Linked DNA regions of Mus musculus: region 1 is linked to region 2. A link is a contact called in public HiChIP or PLAC-seq data. All regions are on one chromosome and are shown on one strand. The core of a region is the stretch at or near the end of the contact, and the rest is flanking DNA. Distances in the headings are between cores, read along the strand shown. Region 1 has its middle 20 kb from the start of Pop4. Region 2 has its middle 5.5 kb from the start of Ccne1.

What was found. HiChIP or PLAC-seq counts read pairs in DNA pulled down with a chosen protein or histone mark.
Region 1: an H3K27ac HiChIP or PLAC-seq map of embryonic stem cells shows a contact between it and region 2, with 5 read pairs. The contact joins two enhancer-like sites. A contact is called at or near these places in 3 of 39 promoter capture datasets (the 3T3-L1 cell line, the HPC-7 cell line, HPC-7-derived erythroid cells and 1 more), 3 of 484 Hi-C or Micro-C datasets (all in embryonic stem cells), 1 of 115 datasets of contacts at active chromatin or transcription factors (embryonic stem cells) and 2 of 9 other capture datasets (adipose tissue and liver).

The regions. Positions count from the first base shown.
Region 1 is chr7:38,249,846-38,253,675 of GRCm38.p6, reverse strand. No RefSeq gene overlaps it. Among named protein-coding and RNA genes, the nearest start is that of Pop4, 20 kb to the left of the region's middle. Within about 2 kb of position 1,950, at least 28 of the 459 cell types and tissues checked have an H3K27ac peak or open chromatin away from gene starts, as enhancers often do. A contact at or near this core is called in embryonic stem cells, where this site is marked.
Region 2 is chr7:38,111,136-38,114,787 of GRCm38.p6, reverse strand. No RefSeq gene overlaps it. Among named protein-coding and RNA genes, the nearest start is that of Ccne1, 5.5 kb to the right of the region's middle. Within about 2 kb of position 1,462, at least 73 of the 459 cell types and tissues checked have an H3K27ac peak or open chromatin away from gene starts, as enhancers often do. A contact at or near this core is called in embryonic stem cells, where this site is marked.

The DNA of each region.
Region 1 (3,830 bases), core at 701-3,200, 140 kb before region 2:
CTGTGTCCTTTGGGAACTGACCTTAAGATGAAGCCAGACTTCTGCACTGAAGTAATGCAAGCAGACAAACAGGCATGGGGTAGGACCTCTGGTGTCCCCAGATGAGGTCTAGCTGGAAGCTTCAGGCTATGAGTGGACTGGGAAGAAGCCAGGGAAATCAGGCAAGAGTAGAGGGATGGACAGAGGCACCAGGACAAAGAACATATGCCAGTGAGGAGGTGGCTCTGGCCTGTGAGGAATATCTGCATCCTAGACCAGGGTCAGCATTGAAGATGCACAGAAGAAAGGTTTTCTTTGTTGTTTGTTTGAATGCCGGGAAGGAAACGAACACCATTGAGCCTGTGACCATGACCCATACTCCCAGCCTTTTTTGATCTTTCATTAGTTGATTAGTTTTGATTCTTTTTTTTTTTTTTTTTTTTTTTTTTTGGTTTTTCGAGACAGGGTTTCTCTGTATAGTCTTGGCTGTCCCGGAACTCTCTTTGTAGACCAGGCTGGCCTCGAACTCAGAAATCCGCCTGTCTCTGCCTCCCAAGTGCTGGGATTAAAGGCGTGCGCCACCACGCCCGGCTTGATTCTTTTTTTAAAATAGGGTCTCTAGCTTTACAGCACAGGCTAGCCTGAAACTTACCCTATATACCAGGCTATCTGGGAACTCAGGATCTCTCTGCCTCACCCTTCCAAATGCTAGGATTGTAGGCATATTATATTCCACCACAGCCATCTCAGATATTGTTATGAGGCATGGGAACAGTACTCATGAGCACGGTGTCAGAAACGCAATCTCTGTCCCTTTGAACCTTTGTGTACCCACAACCAGGGCCTAAAGGCAGAAAGGCTTACTAGGAGAGACATGCATTCTAGACCAGTGCATAGGGAAGCCTAGGCCTGCTGGCAGCAGCCCCAAAGAGATAGAAACAGTACAGCCACCATGGTCTTAGAGAACAGGAAAGTGGGAAGGGAGGCAGGGAAGCCAGCTAAGTCCCAGAGAACAAGATCAAGGGGGCACAGCTGAGTGGCATCACAAAAGTGCCTTGCCTCTCTTATTTTTGTGACCTTAGGCAAAGCACCATAGTCCTCCTAGTAGCCCTGTGTCCTTTAAAAATAAATGGTATGAGTGATGTGTGTGACGGATAAAGTTCTTGTGTGTGGCTTCACCCCACAGTCATGGATCTACAGCACTGTCCTCCAAATAAGGACCAGGGGCTTTCCAAAGCTGCCCCTGCCTCAGCAAACTCTAGCTGGGAACACAAGCTAGCCCTACGACGTCTGCATTGGTGACTCCTAGTAAGCTGAGGCCATAGATGCATCTGCCTAGAATCATGCAAGCGCAGGTGGGTCACATGACCGAACCTCTCCGCAGAATCATCTGTGTCTCCAGAACTTAAACTCACCTTGAGTAAAATCTCCATTGACAGGATAGAACCAAGACTATTTTCTTCGAGGTAGGAGGAGCCCCCACCAGGTCTGCAGTTGAACCCGTGTTTGCTACAGGTTTTACAGACTGCAATAATCATTGAACACCCTATTATCCGGCAGCCTAATTAACATAACAGATAGTTACAGTCTGCTTGTTGAGGCTGATTTTCCTCTGGGTAGGCCCTGACAGCCGCCTGGGCGCCATTCCAGGAGCTTTTTATGGTGATAACCCCTCCTTGGCTGTGTCGAGCCTGAGGTAAGCATAGCCTTAAATAATGAAGACAGAGAGGGTCAGGGCTCCCAGAGTAGTGCAGCTCAAACTGCATCTAGAATCTCATGGCAGCCCAGCCCTGTGATGGCTCTCTTTTCTGATGCAGAGTCTCAGCTGCCCCTCAAAAATGCATGTGGACACATTCCTAGGCTTCCCTTTCAGGCAAACAAAGAAATTGCTTATCCCCCACATCTCACTAGGTCTGCACTTCTGCCTCTGTGTATGTCTCCCTTCCTCATGCCAGCCTTCCCTCTGTCCTTTGGCTCACATGAAGCTGATGTTTGCCAGAGTCTGAAACAGCCAGCCTGACTGGTCTGCTTACTGCAGCTACACTAGCTTAAGCTTGGTTCCAGGCATCAGACTGGGATGGCTCCCTGCCATAGGCCTATATCTTTACCTGGTCAGGCTACTGTCACACTTAAACACACACACACACACACACACACACACACACACACACACACACACACACACACACAAAACAGGCCAGGGCTGGTGAGATGGCTCAGTGGTTAAGAGCACTGACTGTTCTTCCAAAGGTCCTGATTTCAAATCCCAGCAACCACATGGTGGCTCACAACCATCCATAATGAGATCTGACACCCTCTTCTGGTATGTCTAAAGACAGCTCCAGTGTACTGACAATAAACAAACAATAAATAAATCTTTGGGCTGGAGCGAGCAGGAATGGAGTGAGCAGAGGTCCTGAGTTAAATTCCCAGCAACCACATGATGGCTCACAACCATCTGTACAGCTACAGTGTACTCATATGCATAAAACAAATACATAAAGCTTAAAAATAAAAAACCACAGACCAGGTACATTATAAAAGTCTTCTGTGGACTAGAGAGATGGCTCAGCGGTTAAGACTGCTCTTCCAGGGGTCCTTAGTTCAATTCCCAACAACCACATGGTGGCTCATAATGGGATCTGATGCCCTCTTCTGGTGTGTCTGAGGACAGCAATAGTGTACTCACATACATAAAATAAATAAACCTTTTTTAAAAAAACAGTTTTATAAAAGTTTTTTGCAATGCTCTGAATGCTGGGTTGTCCAAGCAAAGTTTCACACAATTTGATATTAACTAGGCCCCCAATCTATAAAATAGCTATCTCACTGGAACCTCACATGGCCAAGGGCCAATGGGGTCTCTGAGAAATCTTCAAAAAGGCACAGTGCTCATGAACCATGGCTCAATCTCTCCTAAAGACATTATCCACAATTTTGTAGTTGGTTGTTTGCCTGTTTGTGAGACATGGTTTTACAAGGAACTCTGACTGCACTTGTAACTTGCTGTACAATCCAAGATGGCCCCAAACTCCCTGCCTCATATACATACATACATACATACATACATACATACATACATACATACACACACACATACATACAGACATTCACATATACATACAAACATACATACATACATACATACATACATACATACATACATACATACATACGGACATTCACATATACATACAAACAAACATACATACACATATACACACATATAGATACACACATATACACATGTACATATATACAGACCCTGCCTCAGCTGGGAACCAACATACACAACTAACCCCACCTGTTAGTTTGGATCTGCAAAGTCCCCCATGGGTTCATGAGTTTGATTCCATATCCCCCATGTAGAGGTGCTGTTTTGGAAGGTCTTAACAGGATAGTCTAGCTTTGCTTCCATCTTGTGCTGTCTGCCTTGTGGTCCACATCATGTGAAGAAACAGCCACAAGCTCCTACCACACAGACCAAGCAGCGCGTTCTCTCCCACTACACTGCTGTAAAATAATGTCAAACCATGAGGTAAACCAAACTATCCTTCCCCTAAAGGGTTTCTGTCAGATATCCTGGTCACAATCACATAAAGGTAACTAAAAAATCATTGTATTTGGGAATTGGCTTCAATGTGAGTTTTGAGAAAACACAAATATTCAGTGTTCGGCAGTCTGCCTGGCTTCTATCAGTGCCTCAGAGATATAGATGTTGGGTGTCACCTTTCAGAGAGCCCTACCCATCCCTTCTAACTCAACCTGTCCCTTTCTCTTGAAAAACTGACTTACTACAGACAGTCTATTCTCATCTATGTGCAAAAGGTGGGTGTCTTAGTTATGATTTT
Region 2 (3,652 bases), core at 213-2,712:
ATCAGATGTGGAGCTGAAGACATAACTAGCGATCCGAAAGAAAAGGAGGAGGAGGAGGAGGAGGAGGAGGAGGAGGAGGAGGAGGAGGAGGAGGAGGAGGTGGTGGAGGAGGTGGAGGAGGAGGAGGAGGAGGAAGAGGAGGAAGAGGAGGAGGAAGATCAGCACAAGCTGAAGGCACCTGAAGGTGAAGTGATTCCCCAACATCACAATAAAATAGGAATACAGGAGCTGAGATTCACAGAAGGCCATTCCTCTCCAGCGATGGGGACAGTCATGTGGGGATTCAGCAGCCACCTCCACCACGCCAGAGCCACCTTCTTCAGTGCCCCCATTCAGCCTTATCCTGCCTCTGGCATCTCCACCTCCCGTCCCCCACCCATGGCCGGTCCTTTCCCTTAGACCTAATCAAGAATAACTGGTTTTGTGGGATTTGTTTCATTTTGAGATGGATTGGGGGGGGTGTCTCTCATAATTACGGATGGTTGTGAGCCACTATGTGGTTGCTGGGATTTGAACTCGGGACCTTCAGAAGAGCAGGCAGTGCACTTAACCGCTGAGCCACCTCTCCAGCCCTGTTTATTTATATTTTGAGATAGGGCCTTGCTATGTAACCCAACCAGGTCGGCCTTGATCTCACAAGGAACAGTCTATCTCTGCCTCCTGAGTGCAGGGATTAAAGGCATGTGCCACCATGCCCAGTCTACAATTTTGTTTTGTTTTTTTTTAACCCTAGATTTTTTTCACATCTTTAACTATGTGCAGGTGAGTAGGTCTACGTTGAGGGCAAGCAGGTAATTGCTAGTGCCCATGGATAGACACCATAGGTCCAGGACCCAGAATTTTTGTGAGCTGCCTTACATAGACGCTGGGAATTAAACTCAGTCAGTCCCTCTTCAGGAGCAGTGCCTGCTCCTAACCACTGAGCCACCCTCACAGTTTTAAGAGCTTTCCTATTATACTGTCATTATCTCTGCCCACCCACATCTCTTTCCTTCTTGCCCTACTGGAATTTGGTCCCCATTGGACAATGGCTCTCCCCTCTCCCCTCTCCCCTCTCCCCTCTCCCCTCTCCCCTCTCCCCAGGCACTGGCAGCCAGCACTATACTTTCTGTGCCTGTGAGTGTGTGTGCTCCAGGAACCTTGTGAAAGTGGCATCTCCAGATCACCTCCTGCGTTAAACGGCCCGGGACAGGCAGCAGGCTCTGCCTGGGTCCATCTGCTTTAGACATAAACATCTTGATGCTTTCCTTTCCTTGCATCTAGGGATGCTGGCTTTCCATTTAGGGCAGGGACAGGAGGTTTTCCTTTGCAAACACATGGACTAAAGTGGGAAATATAATTTGTAGTAAGAGGTCAAAGGTGGAGAGGCCCTCGGAACCCAGAACGGAGGGTGGAAGGAGGAGGGGGAAGCCTTGCCTTCACATGTGGAATAGCCTTTGTGTTTCTAACACCAGCAAAAGAATGTGCTGGGTACTGAACTCCACACGCCCAGCCTCCCGGAGCCTCCCAGGCCTCCCCGGGCTTCCTATCACCTCCTGGAAAGGCATGCTGAAGCACACCCCTTTGTCCTCTATCCATTCATCTATCCATTTATTTGCACAGACAAGCCAGGTTTCCAGAGTCTGGGCTGTGGTCTGTGCACACTCAGGAGCGGACCTAGTTGTTTCTGGTCTCACCCCCTCCATGCTTTCTTCCTGTAATCTCAATCCTCCCCTGACCCTCCAGGCGCTGAGTCAGCTGGAATTCCTTCCTAGGTGGGGTTTCAAAGCCAGACAAGCAAAGAGAACAGGTTGGTCCCTAAATTAGAAATAAAGATATGGGGCAAAATGACAATCATAACAATACTAAGAGTAGTAATGAATAACGGTGATGATGATGATGGTGGTGGTGATGACGATGATAAAGATGCGAAACGGGGAGCTTCCTGCAGTTGTTGTGCACAGATGTGGGCTCAACTTTGCCAAATTATTCCATTGTCCCACGAGTCGGAAACCCTCATGCATACAGGAATTCACATTTTTGCCGTTTTTCAGTGGGCTGCCAGCACCTGTCTGTGTGTAACTTCTGTTGGTTGCCAGGCCGATTGTAAGTGGATTCCAACGTGACAGATGACAGCGACTGAGGGATGTTAATAGACTTAGGCCTGGCACCCACAGAGGAATGTGTCCCTGGCTTCGCTGACCTAGTGGGTGAGGACCGCTGCCCTGGGGATTCGGAGGCTTGCTGCAAAGCCTGACCAGTTGCTCACTCTCTCACTCACTCATGACAACCATGATTTTCTGTGGCATAAGATAAGAAACCCAATCCCAACTAGCTAAGTCAATACTTGAAAATAATTGATTGGTTCCAGCATCCAGGAAGTTCCCAGTAATCCAGCCTTAAGCTTGATTGGACACAGGGACTCAACAAATCGGAAACCTGCCTCCCAGCAAACACCCCCCCCCCCCTCCACTCTGCTCTCCAGGAAGAGTTTGCCTCCAAAGCAGGTCAACTTATGTGGCAAGATGGCCTCGTGGCTGCAAGCCCACTTCCAGTCAGCCTAGCAACTCCTGAGGAATGTCATTGGCTCCGCTTGGGCCCCAGGCCTGTGCAGAAACCAATCACACAACCAGGAATGTGGTGCTCTGATTGGCCAAGGCCCTGTCTCCCATCAAAGTGCCTCAGAGGGTGGTGCTTAGAGAAAAATGTTGATCTCTGACCAGAAGTGAGAGCTGAGCCTCCTCCCTCAAGCCCCACCTCTGTGTTGCAGCTGTGTCTGTCTTCAGAAAACCCAAAATGAGGAGATTTTCCTGAAAGCTGGGGATATGGAGGTCGGACACAGAACAAAGCACCCTTGTGCCTTTGCCGTGCTGAGGCAGTCAGTGTTTGCAGCATATATGCCCCCAACACCCGACATGCTTATATACCCTCACTTCTTGAAGTGTCTGCAAATTAGCCTCTGATCCTGGCAAGCCAGAGCTTAGCTCAGAGTCCACACGCATCAGCTGTCACCTCTCTTCTATGTGACTCTAAGCTAAAAGGGGATTTTAATTTTCCTAGGAAGTTTTCATCGATCCTAGCTTCCCATGTAAGGTTGAATTGACTGGACGTGCTCCCCGATACAACAGAGTTAGGACTGACCAGTGTTACAGTCTTCCCACTGTGGGGCTCACTGAAACAGCGTGGGCTCGGGAGGCACAGCAAGTTAGCCTTGGGAGCAATTTGGAGCCATCCTTTCCCTGGGCAAACTTCTCCAGCAGCAGGGCCTCTTAACTTCCTATTCATACACATTTAAGGTGGGCTGGAGACATATCTCAGTGGTGAGATTGTTTAACATATTATGTGAGGCTCCGGGTTCCAGCCCAAGCACCAACACACACACACACACACACACACACACACACACACACGGTGGGGGTAGCTTGTCCAAGGCCCCCACTGTTCGAATAGTGTATTTTTCTGGTCTTCCTTCTCTGTAAACCTTATATCCTGGCTCGTGCATCTACCTCTCCACCACAATCAAGGACAGGGTCACACATGAAACTAAACCAAGACCTCCAACTTGCCTTGTGAATGAATAGTGAGCATATCTCTGGCACACTTACTGTGTCAAACACTATTAAAAGAGTTCTCTGCAGCTCTAGGAGCCTGGAAAGTTAGAATTACACCCATT